2 separate regions of the Sus scrofa genome follow, and region 2 is linked to region 1. A link is a contact called in public Hi-C data. All regions are on one chromosome and are shown on one strand. Each heading gives the region's core, a stretch centred on a gene start, on an enhancer-like site or on the middle of the called end of the contact. The rest is flanking DNA. Distances are from core to core; before and after follow the strand shown.

Region 1 (6,183 bases), core at 1,830-4,329:
CGCCATCTACAGCTTGATGGACGGCTGGTGAGCTCAGCCCGTTTGCAGAGGCAGCCCTGCCACGGGGAGGTGCCACCCCCAGGGACAGCCTTCACCGGTGGGAGCTGGAGCTGAGGCACAGACAATGGGTCTGTGGTCTTGGAGGGATGAGTCTGAGCCACGATCTCCGTGGCTGCTCAGGTGTCCTGGGGGGACCGAGAGCCATGGCCTTCAGGGGTGACCTGCTCAAGCACCGCTGATCAGCTTTCCCTCTGTGACCCCGTTAACTTCCTAGGGCTGCTGTTACAAAGTGCTGCAAATGGGGGTGTGTGAAACAACTGAAGTGTCGTGTCTCACAGAGCCTGGGGCGAGGACTCTAAAATTCAGATGCTGGCAGGGCCATGCTCCCCGGACAACGGCCGGGAGTCCCCGTGCCCTCCTTCTGGGGCCCGGGGGTGGCTGGCAGTCTTTGGCCTTCCTCGCCTGTGGCTGCGTCACTGCACATGCGGTGTTTTCCTGTGTGCTTCTATCTCTGATAAGGACACCAGTCATGCTGGGTTAGGAGCCCATTCTGCTCTCGTGTGACCTTGTCCAACTATATCCGCAGCCCCCCCCATCCAAATAAAGTCACATTCGGAGCCACCGGGGGTCAGGACTTTGCCTCTTTTTTGCTCCCGTTTCATTCTCTCTGCTCCCTCCATTCTCTTTCCCAGGATCCCCTCTGGAACAACTACCTGATCCAGTCCTTGTCACAGACTCTGCTTTTGGGGGGACCCAAACCAACACACCTGGGGCCCACGTTCCAGCTTCACAGTTTGCAGCTGCGTGGCCTGACTTTCCGAGTCGCGGGGCACTCCGTGCCCTGTGGTGATGGTGGTTTGTCCCTCGGGTCCCCGTGCCCTGCAGACCCGGGGCCCTCCAGGGCAGTAAGCTAAGTGCTGGTTCCGGGACCCCCGCTCCTTCCACTTCTAGGTGCTGCCTTCACAGCGAGCGTCCTGGGGGAAGGGAGAGGGTGGGAGGTTGAACGGGGGCTTGTGGTTGGGCGTGGAGCCAGCATGCATGAGCCCCACACCTCGTCTGTGTCCCTGACCACTGGGAAGTGTCATTGTCCCTTGTGCCCAGGAGAGAAGATGGGATAAGAAAACATTTGGTCTGCTTTTGCCAAACTCGCTCTGGAAGAACTGCAGTGTCCTTGTCTGTGGAGGGGATTCGTGTGTGGACCTGTGTCCTCAAGCCCCAACGCTGACTTAGGAGAGCTGCTCGGGACCGCCTGGCAGCACACAGTGGGCACAGATGAGACACGGGTGCCAGTCTGCACTGCAGCCCCGTGGGGGCTGTCCCTGAGGGAGGGTTATACTTTCCAGCCCAGGGACCTCAGGCTCGGCCAACAGACTGGAAATCTGAGCGGAGCCGCAGGGGGTCGGGACCTCATATCTCTTTTGGGGGAATCTGTTTCATTCTCTTTGCTTCCTCATCCTGCTTGCCCAGGACCCCCCCCCCCATTTTCTTGTCCCGCATTACTCCTTCCTCTGCTGTGAACCCAGAATGTTCCAGAAAAAGTAACCTCTTTAGTCTTGGTGCTAGAATGAAGAGACAGGGAGGAAAACCATAGCTGACCTGCAGCCAACAACTAAGGTGATGAGAAACCAACCTCTCTCCCTCTTTTTTGCTTTTTCCTTTTTCCTTTCATCCCGCCCACCTCGTTTTTTTTTTTTTTTCATTATTTTTTTTTTCCTATGGTACAGCATGGTGACCCAGTATACATTATTTTTTCTCACATTATCAGCCTCCATCCTAAGTGACTAGACATAGTACCACTGAAATTTGGGGGGCTGTTTGTTACAGCAGCATAACCTAACCTTTCCTGACTGATACACCAGCAACGCCCTCATCCGTTTTGTCAATATCCTTCTCCCTGACATTATCCCTGTGTAAGAAAGAGCCTCTCGGTTTGGGTCCCAAATCCCAGGGCTGAAGTTTTGTGATTTGAGCTGGATTCTACCGAGCCCCTCTTTCCTAAGATCCAGGGACTGGGACAAAAGAGTCATTGTTCATACCCACCAGCCCCAGAGGATGCAATCTGAGAGAGGCAGCCAGCAAGACAGACCACAGTGGCCCCCAGAGCCTAAGATCAGCTGGCCTAGACTAGGGCCTGGCTGCATCATGAGAGGCGAGAGAAGGGGCGGCTGGGCCAGTGCTCTGCTTGTTCCATCCGTGTAGGAGGAGCATGAGGGAGCCAAAGAGGAAGGCCGGCCAGGCCTGAGGCTCCTCACTCCCTAGACTCACCAGGAGCACATGTCAGAGGAGAGAGGACAGAGGGGCGTCCTAGGGGTCTGGGGGCCCCGAGATGATGGAACTTCCTGCTAGGCAACAGGTTCAGACTGGCCCTGCATTGTGACCACCCAGCCATGGCAGCGACCCCTCCCTCCCTCCTTCTCCCACAGAGGGGGGCTGGGGGTGCACCAGGAAAGCTTCCTGAGCGAGTTTTCCCCCTCAAGGCCGTGAGAGGGAGGTGAGAGCATGTCTGCAGCCCTGCCGTATAAATAGTGAGGCGCGCGGTGCAGGGCGTTTGTAACTAGAGCGAGGAGGAGAAGGAGGAGCCTTTCACCTGCAGGGAAGCTTCCTGAAGCCCATCTCTCTCTTCTGGGTCCCCGTCGGGGAGGATGCTGAGGAGCAGGTGCGGCTGTTGCTGCGGCTGAGTTTCCTCCGGACCAGGCGGGTGGCATCCTTCGTCTGAAAGCGCCTCCCACGAGGGTGTTGGCCGCGGCCTCTGAGGCCTCGGGAGACAGAGGCTGCTCGTGGCCTGAGAGCTGCGGCTCCTCGGCCGCCTCACCAGCAGCAGGAGACCAAAGCTCGTCAGGCTTTCAAGGAACCCCCGGGGCCGCCGAACACTCCGTCTCCCGCCTTCCTGGGCCCAGGGGAGCCGCTGAGGAAGAGCAGTTGCCGAGAGAACCAGCGCTGCTCCATTTTTTCCACCTGAACATAAAACCTCACCGCTGGTCTCCGAGTCATAAGGCAGCGCTGACCACGGGGCCTCCCCGGGAGGCTCGCTGAGGCCTGGGGAGCAGTTTCCGCTCCCGGCCGGACGCCGCTGCTTGGCGTGAACGTGCCACTGTCCCCTCGCAGGCTGCCCTCTCGCTCACGTCCCAGCGGCCCACCTCCAGCTCCGTCCCTGGCAGCGCGGGCCCCTCGGTTCTGATGCTGCCCCCGCCCCGGTCTGCTCCCTTCCTTTCTGCAAAACGTATTTCTCCAGCCCCTTGCTTCCTTTCGGCCTCCTGGCAGCGCTGACCTGTGCCACCACGTGCCCGCATCGGCGGAAGCGCCGGAGCCCAGAGACGAGGACCGCCCCCCCCCGCCCCGCCCCACCGAGCCCCAGCAGCCCCTGGAGGTGGGGCGGCTCCAGACCCGGGTTGGGGCTGCTCCTCTGGAGGCGCAGTGACGGGGCTGGAGGCGCAGGGCCCCGGGGTCCCACGCAGGAACCCCTGGGTAACGCGGGACCCCTTCCCTCAGGAGCTCAGGGCCCCGGCGGGCAGAGAGGGGGGTAAGATGCCAGTGAGAGGGGAGTGGGAGCCGGACACCCCGGGAAGCAGCCCACACCTGGGAGGGAGGGGCCGGGAGCTCTTCTAGAACTCTCCTCGGCGATGCTCCCCCCCCATCCCCTGAACCTTGGCGGGAGCAGAGGGGGAGGTGTAGACACGGGAGACATTTCCTGGATCCCTTTCCCTCCCACCTGGGAGGTTACCTGCGAGGGGCTGGCCCACCCTCTTTATGGCACACATTTACTGAAGGCTCCTGTGTGTCCAGAAGAGGGTTTAAACTCACTGACTCTGGGTTCGAATCTTGCCTCCACCACTTACAGGCTGTGTGACCTTGGGCAAGGGACTTAAACTGTCTGTGCCTCCATGTCCTCACCGGTAAAATATGTTTTTGGTGAAGGTTCAATGAGGTAACACTTGTCAGGCATTTGGCGGAGCACCTGGCATACACATGGTACCTGCCTTTGTTCGGGAAAAATCAACTGGGAGTCCGGGCATGTTCCTGACCCGCCGACCCTTCCCGTGGAGGCAAACAGCATTCGCGTGAACCATCACAGGACAGAATGACCCTGTCGTGAGGAGATGAGCTCAGCAACAGGGTAGAGGGTTAGTTAACAGTTATTTCAACCACGGGGGTGAAGGAAGGTCTTCCAGAGGAGGCGGTACCTGCACGGAGGCTGCGGTGATGATAGCAGGACGAGCATGTGCAAAGGGCCGGTGCGTCAGAGGAAAACTTAGGCAAGTGTGGCTGGAGCATGGGGGCACCAGGAGAGGCTGTGTGTGAAACAGGTTGCGAGAAGCCGGGCCCACGGGGTCCGACAGTCTCCGGAAGGGCTGGCGATTCTTTTCTAACTGCCGTAGCAGACTGCACGGTTTCCTAGGGCTGCGGCAACAAAGTACCACCAACTTGGTGCCTTGAAACAGGAATGTGCTCTCATAGTTCTGGAGGCCCGAGGTCCGAGATCAGGGGATAGGCCAGGCTGTGGTCCCTCCAGAGACTCCTGGGGAGAACGCTTCCTGCCTCTTCCAGCTTCTGTGTGGCCTCAGGTGTTGCTTGGCTATGGCTGTACCCCTCCAGTCTCCATCTTCACATGGCCTTTTCTGTCTGTCTGTCTGTCTAACTCTGTGCCCTCTTTGTCTAAGGACCCCTGTCATTTGATTTAGAACTTAAATCCAATATGCCAGCATCTGGACATCTTTAAATTACTTCTGCGAGGCTCCATCTCCGACTAAGTAAACATTCACAGACACCCGGGGTGAGGACTTGGACGTAGCTTTTTGGGGGACAAGTCAACTCACTTGGAGGCCACGGGCGCTTAAGCAGAGGAGGGCGCTGCACTGACAATCGATTTCACAGGATCACGCTGGCTGCTGTGTGGAGAACAGCACGAAGGTGAGGAGGCAGGTTACGGGGCGTCGGGGTGGGGGGGCTCTTCAGGCAGCTGGGCCAGAGACGATGGGTAAGAAAGAGAAAAAGCACTTTCCTGTTGGACATAAACAATTTCACAGATCACCAAGCTCAGACAAGGACACTCTGTGACCACGATGGATCCAGACAGCAGCAGGACCCTCTGAAATCGCGTCTGAAACAGTTGCAGCAATCAAAAATGCAACCAAATATCCCCCATCCTGGCTAATGTGACTTTTTTTTTTTTTTTTTTTGTCTTTTTGCCTTTTCTAGGGCCGCTCCTGCAGCATATGGAGGTTCCCAGGCTAGGGGTCTAATCAGAGCTGTAGCCACTGGCCTACACCACAGCCACAGCAATGCGGGATCAAGCCGTGTCTGCAGCCTACGCCACAGTTGACAGAAATATCGGATCTTTAACCCACGGAGCGCGGCCAGGGATCGAACCCACAACCTCATGGTCCCTAGTTGGATTCGTTACCCCTGAGCCACGACGGGAACTCCAATGACTTCTTTTTTTAAAAAAAAAACCAATCACAGCTCTAGCCTCACCCCATCCTTCTCACCTTCTAGATAAGAATTATCGAGATGCTCAATCATAGCATCACCCCTAATTTCTGAGCCTGTCCAATCCAGAGCACAGGCTTGCTTCCTTGACCCGCCCCCAGATCACACAACAGAAGCCCAAGTCCTGGAAGGGATCCTGATTGAAAGGCCCCGGGGTTCCCATGGTGTGTGTGTGCCCTTGCAAATCAAATCAACAAGCCCCTGGAGTTCCTGCTGTGGCTCAGAAGGTTAAGAACCCGACATAGTGTCTGTGATGATTTGGGCTCAATCCCCGACCTTGCTCAGTGGGTTAAGGATCCAGCTCTGCTGAAAGCTGCGGCATAGGCTGAAGATGTAGCTTGGATCCTGTGTTGCCGTGGCTGTGGCTGTGGCCTGCACCTGCAGCTCCGATTTGACGCCTGGCCCAGGAACTTCCATATGCTGAGGGTGCTGCCAAAAAAAAAAAAAAAAAAAAAAAAAAATCGATAAGCCCAACTTTGCTCAACTACAGCTGTGCTCCTGGGGGTCTCTGATTGAGGGAGGCGGGGCTTCGTGGGTGTGGGACCACCCAGGGCCTCAAGCTTGGTGCAACGCCAAGCTGCCGCCACACTGAAATGCTTCTTAATTGGTGAACAAGGGGCTCTGTACGTTCCTTTTCCCCCAGGCCCTGCAAATTCTGCAGCTGGTTCTCCTCAAGAGCATTGACGGTGGCTAATG
Region 2 (6,046 bases), core at 2,777-5,276, 120 kb after region 1:
ATGTTATTTGAGAAGAACCCAGATGCACTGAAGAAAGAACATTTGCTTTCTTTAGTGGTCTTATGTCTACTGGGATCCCCTTAGCAATACAAACTCAGAAGCACTGCAACGTTAAGGACCACGCTTCTTTTAACTGGGTCCAGGCACAGAGTCAAGTGATATTGTTTAAGTTCGTGTAGACATAGAATAGTTCGTTTCGACTGAATTCTCTGATTAAAGTTCACAAATACAATGCTTTATCTTAAAAAGCCCACCCAAAGTAGGCTAAGGTTCTCTTGCTGAGATATCGGTAAGTTTTCCTGAAGTGCTCACCCCCTGCCTCTCCTCCAAAGAGATTAGCCTGCTCTTTCTCGAGTCCCTTCTCGCCTTATTTAATTCCAACTTGATGTCATAGAAAATTAAGAAAAAAACTTAAGTTTGTATTTTTAAAAAATGCATACAGTCCGTCTCTGAATTCAATGGGGAAAGAGGGAAGAAAAGGACAATTAGGGTCTATTGTGCCCCTACTATATGCCAGATATGTTCACATACATTATCTCACGCAAGTTTGATGATACTTTGTAGTGATTTAGCTTTGATGTTAGAGATGGGAAAACTGAGGTTCAGAGAGGCTAAGTTATCTTCTCAAGGTCAAACAGCACGTTGCAAAACCAGAACTGAAACAAGAGCTGTCTGACTCTAAAGCTCAAGCACTTCCTACTCTTATCAGGCAGTTCACTCTAGTGAAAAAATCCACTCCTGAGAGGGTCTTAGCATTTTAAGCATTAAGAGGATTAGTTAGGATTCTCTGGAGCCTCCAAATTCTGTTGTATCTGCACTGAATCCCACGTTTAAAAAGACAGAAAGAAAAAGAAAACAAACAAACAAACCCACCACCGACCCAGACACGCCCTCCACAATGGAAATTCAGAACCCAGGACAGTTCCTGAGTCATGTTTGCAGGAAGTCGTCCTTGGATTCTGTCACCGAGCTCACACCCTCATTCTTGACTTCCCAAGTGGCACTGAGAAAGAGAGGAGGAAACGTAAAAAAGTATAAGATGGGATCCTCTGACACCATGGTGGAAATTAGCACATCTCCCAACAGACCAAGATAAAAATGCATGTGAGAAGAACAAGGGAACCAAACAGATGGGGCAATAAGATGGAGGCGGAATGAGCTCATCAGGATTCCCAGCGCTCAGCTCAAGTCCACCCTGGGCTCTCTGCTAACCTGGGAGCCAGGAGACATAGTGAATGAGTGGGTGGTTACTATGCTGCAGCATCAGTTACACTAAGAGATTAGGTGGAGCTGATTCACGGCTGCAGATGTGCACGACTTTTCAAGCGAAGGAAATTCTGTGGGCCCTGGTCCCTGCCACTCAAGTAACCATCCTCATGGGTAGCATGAGTCAGATATGCAGGATCCCCCAGGTAGACCAGGCTGCTGTGCTGTGAGTAAACCATGTTCTCGAGGGCAGATTTCAACCCCAGCTATGGCATCGCCTTGTGTGGAGGTTTACCTGCTGTGCCACAAATACCCTGCCTTCCCAGACTCACCCTTGGCTACAGGTGGTTCACAACACAAAAACAAAGAACAAAGCTCTGGAACATCCATCACCACAAATAGGGGCTTTTTCTCAAACTACCAGCTCTTAAGCAGAGTCAAAAGAGCCTTTGGAGAGTCTCGTCTAATCCTTTTATCTTATACATAAGGAAACTGATGTTGGAGAGGAGAAAAGACTTGCTCCAAACCACTTAGCTAGTGTCGAGTTGGAATGAGGATTTGTTCCTAAGCCAGCACTTTCCACTGCACCAGGAAGACAAAATAAAGCCCTAAAATAGCATATGCCCTGTTAAGGAAGCCTTCTAATTATACGGTCTCCAAAGGAAAAAAAAAAATATCTTAAATGCCTGGGTCATTCCATCTGGGCTTTGGCAGTTCCACTGATTACAACTTCCCATATTGGAAATCTTTTGAGAAATTTAAGAGTAAATATTTGGGGATATATGCTTTGTTATTGTTACGTCTTCTTGCACTCTTTTTTTTTTAATGCAGGAGGGAATTCGAATTCTGGAAATACACTTGATTTTACTGAATTATTAAAGGAACGAGGCTCTGTTTCAAGGAGTTGTAAATACGAGTGTATCAGTCTGTGCCAAGAAAGGATGCATGGAAAAATCTAGGCATATCACCTCGATTGTGGCATCCAATTAAGAGCCACCCAGGTCTATGAGTTTTAAAACTCCAGGCCTCTGAGCAAAAACTGAAACGCCAAATCCTTATCTGGATAATTCCAACAGGTCTGAATTTGGTGCATCATGGAATAACCTAAAATGTAGTATTTTATAAAGTGCTTTGCAACCCTGTTAATTGCAATTTGTTGATCTGCATCACTCAGAGAAGTCTGTTTTACCATTTTAAGTATGACTTTGGATAGACTCATTCCTCCTCATCCTTCTTCAGCTTCTTGAAAGTTCCTACGAGCCCTTAATACACAAACTGCCCCCGCCACGCCCCCACCCCAAACATACCTTTCCTACTAACACTTTTTTAACTAATACTTTTTTCTACTAATACTTTTTCTACCACGCTTTTCTACTAATGAATTTTCTTACCTGAGCCGTCATCACTTCCACTGTCCTGTGCCTTGGGTGTTGTGTAGACCAGATTTCCTGTCACTAATGTTTATCCACGAAGAGATTTTTCACGTATGGAACTTTTCTTGTAATTTAGCAACCTTATCCTTGAAAACTCCACAACTATTTACATAGCAGAAGCTATTGTTTGAAGTGCAAAGCAGGTCACAATTTGGTTTCTGGAGATTAATCACTGCGGTCTCTTTTATATTATCATAATAATTTCATTTATTTTGATACACTTTGTTTTCAGAATCAACCTCAGCTTCTGTGCAGAAGTGACAAATCCATTTGTTTCTGGTATAATGGATAATATGATTAATGACCTTGCCACAGGATTTTTTAAAAATAGAGGGAAAAAAAATAAAGATTTCCATTTATAATGTGCAGGAAACCGGCTCCGTCTGTAGCTCTCTGAACTTGTTTGTAAACCACAGACCAGATTCTGAAACAAATTTGCTTCTGCCTTTGGGGGTTTCTGTGCGTATCTGACCTCTCCACGGATCTGAGGACAGCGGTCTCTAATTGGGAAACTGGACCCCGTGGGCACGCCGTCTACGAGGGTGGGGCACTGTTTCACTACGTGGCACCATCGCGGTGACTGTGGTTGGATCAAGGCCTGCCAAGCCCAGGCCCTGCTGAATCAGGTCACCGTCCCGCGGGCTGTCGCCGGACCCGCGCGGGAGAGCTCTGCGAGTGGCCTCGTGACCCCGGCCCACTCCACGCCCCTAGGTGGAGGCGACGGGGCGCGAGGTCCGTCGGCGCTGGCGCCCGCGTCGGGTCCCCGCAGATCTGAGAATTCTTTCCGAGACGGGGACAGGGACGCGGCCGCGGAGGGGGTCCCGGAGGCGGCCGTCGTGCATCTCCCTCCCGCCTTCCGGATGAGATGGCCGCGGCCCGGCAGAGGCGGCCCGCGCTGGCTGCGGGTGGGTGGCGACGGCAGCGCTCGGTTCGAGTCCCGCCAGGGGCGCCTCCTCACTTTCTTCACTTTGTGAAATGGGGGCCGCCCCCGCCCCGGGGCTGCGGCGACCAAGCACCAAGGCCTGGCGCCGCGCCTGCAGCCCAGCAGCCGCCCCGGGGGCGGCAGGGCACCAGGGGGCTCTTGCCTTCTCCTCCGCCGCGACGTCCCCGTCCTCGGGGCGCCCGGACAGGGCCCCCTGAAGGCACTCAGGGCCTTTTTTTCTACCTCAGCCCTCTCTCCACCCGGGCCCCCGCGCTCTCACCCCCGGCTCCGGCCCACGCGCCCGCCCGCCAGTCAGGCAGCAGCGACGCCAGAAGGCGCCCCCGCCCCGCCCCCTGCGTGACGCGCGCCCGGCAGGGCCAATCAGATCTCGCGACACCGCGCCCCACGCGCCAGCCCCCGCCCCCCCGAGCTTAAGAAAGGGCGCGCGGGCCGGGCCGGGCCAGAGTGCGGAGCCAGGCAGAGCGTGCGGGCTGTGGGCCGCGGACTGCTCGGTGGGCTCCTGCGCTCACGCTGCCCTCGAGCGGCGCACTCGGCCGCAGCCCTCCGCGCAGGCGCCCACGCCGTTCGCCCCGACGGCGCCGGCTCGCCAGCCAGCGGATGCTGGAGTGAGCGCGGCAGTGGCGGGATGCTGGCGCTGCTGACTGCCGGTGTGGCGCTCGCTGTGGCCGCCGGGGCCCAGGACGGCCCGGCGCCGGGCAACCGCTTCGTGTGCACGGCGTTGCCCCCAGAGGCGGCGCGAGCCGGCTGCCCGCTGGCAGCGATGCCCATGCAGGGCGGCGCGCTGAGCCCCGAGGAGGAGCTGCGGGCGGCGGTGCTACAGCTGCGTGAGACCGTCGTACAGCAGAAGGAGACGCTGGGCGCCCAGCGCGAGGCCATCAGCGAGCTCACTGCTAAGCTGGCGCGCTGCGAGGGTCTGGCGGGGGGCAAGGCACCAGGCCGGGCGGCCTCGGGCAAGGACACCATGGGCGATCTGCCGCGGGACCCCGGCCACGTCGTGGAGCAGCTCAGCCGCTCTCTGCAGACCCTCAAGGACCGTCTGGAGAACCTCGAGGTAGCGGGACGCGGGAGCCCTGGGGGGGACGCCCCCGAGGCCCGGAGGGGCTCGTGGCCTTGCCCGCCAGGCTGTTCGGGACACTGCCTTCTGGAAGCTCTTAGACGCAGAGCGACCTGGGCTTGGGGTCAGGGGCGTTCTCGGTTCTGCACTGGAACTTACTTGAGTGGCTGTCATCCCTCCTTCCCATCCCCTTGCTGGGAAGGAAAGGGTTAAATGCCCCGGGGCGCCGGGACTGCCAGCGGCGGGGCCAGTCGTTTCCCGAGGTCCGGGCGGGCAGCGGGGATGGCTTTCAATCTCTTTGCAAATCTCGAGTCTCCCCTAGCCGGACGCACTCCTGGAGCTTGTGTCGGGTGACGCCAGGCTGCCGCGTGAGGTCGGCAGCCCAGGGCGTCCGATGTTTCCTTTTATAAATCAGGTTGGGCCGGACCCGAGCGGGCGGAGGCCAGAGGGTCTCTGCGGGAGGCCAGAGCGGGCGGGTCCCCGGCCCCCGCAGACGCGCCCCGGAGGAAACGCGGTTAACTTCAAAGACACTGTCCGCGAATTGAGCGGATCTAAGGTGCCCTTCTCGATTGCTTTGGGGGAAGGGACCTTATTCCCTCTCTCTTGGGACGCACATGCAGTTTGGAACTTGGAGAGAGAAATCTTCATTTAATTTCCATCTCTACTTTCCGACCTGTTTAAGAAGTGTGGATGTTTCTATTAGACACGGTGACCAAAATACTTCTGAGCAAAACTAGGTTTCAATTACAGGTGGTAATTATTGCCAAATTATTTGAGCGTTTCCTGTGGCATGATGGCTAAATACAGTATTTCCAGGATCTGTATATCCCTCGATTCATTATGATTAATAACAGCTAACATTTCTGGAACACTAAATATGCGCCAGGCATATTATCTAATTTTAACTCGCGCAACAATCTTGCAAGGCAGATCCTATAATCTGTATTTTGCAATTTGGAACACTTAGAGAGAAGGGTAAATAGCTTGCCAAGGATTTGTGGCTAGGCAGTGGCAGGCTGCCTCCAGAACCAGCAAAATGGTAGAGGAGGAAAAAAAAAGGAAGTGAGGCTTTAGAAACACCATTAAAAGCGAAGATTCCTAAAATGCAGAATAGTTGTGTTTTAGAGTTCTCATTTTCCAGTGACCATAGTCATGCCCCTTTGTGCCCTAGTGGAACTGGGGGACTGTTTTCATTTTCCTTGAAAGCTCATCAGTTTTGAGGACCATTTAATTAATTCTTTTTTTTTTTTTTTTGGTAATTCTACATGTGTTTTGGTCTTTACTTGAGAATGACAGATATTGGTTAAAATTTGACTTTTTAGTAAGAGGAGGAAAACAGCTTCCTGAGAGGGGAAATGAGAGTCCCAAGTTTCAAATATTGCAGCAAAGTAATTCTTGTATCTTTGGAAT

The links. A called contact is a pair of places that touch in the nucleus more often than the background predicts.
Region 2: a Hi-C map of undifferentiated spermatogonia shows a contact between it and region 1, with 1.5 times the contacts expected there. The contact joins the promoter of NPTX2 here to the enhancer-like site in region 1. A contact is called at or near these places in 6 of 47 Hi-C or Micro-C datasets (brain, embryonic fibroblasts, epiblast stem cells and 3 more).

What each region holds. Positions count from the first base shown.
Region 1 is chr3:5,595,287-5,601,469 of Sscrofa11.1, forward strand. It overlaps LOC106509631 (a long non-coding RNA gene), which reads right to left. Exons shown (of 4, transcript XR_001307311.2): 4 at 3,308-4,999. Among named protein-coding and RNA genes, the nearest start is that of BAIAP2L1, 30 kb to the left of the region's middle. Within about 2 kb of position 3,080, at least 1 of the 83 cell types and tissues checked has an H3K27ac peak or open chromatin away from gene starts, as enhancers often do. A contact at or near this core is called in undifferentiated spermatogonia, where this site is marked.
Region 2 is chr3:5,716,660-5,722,705 of Sscrofa11.1, forward strand. It overlaps NPTX2 (neuronal pentraxin-2), which reads left to right and starts at 4,027. Exons shown (of 5, transcript XM_021086095.1): 1 at 4,027-4,633. The coding sequence starts at 4,208.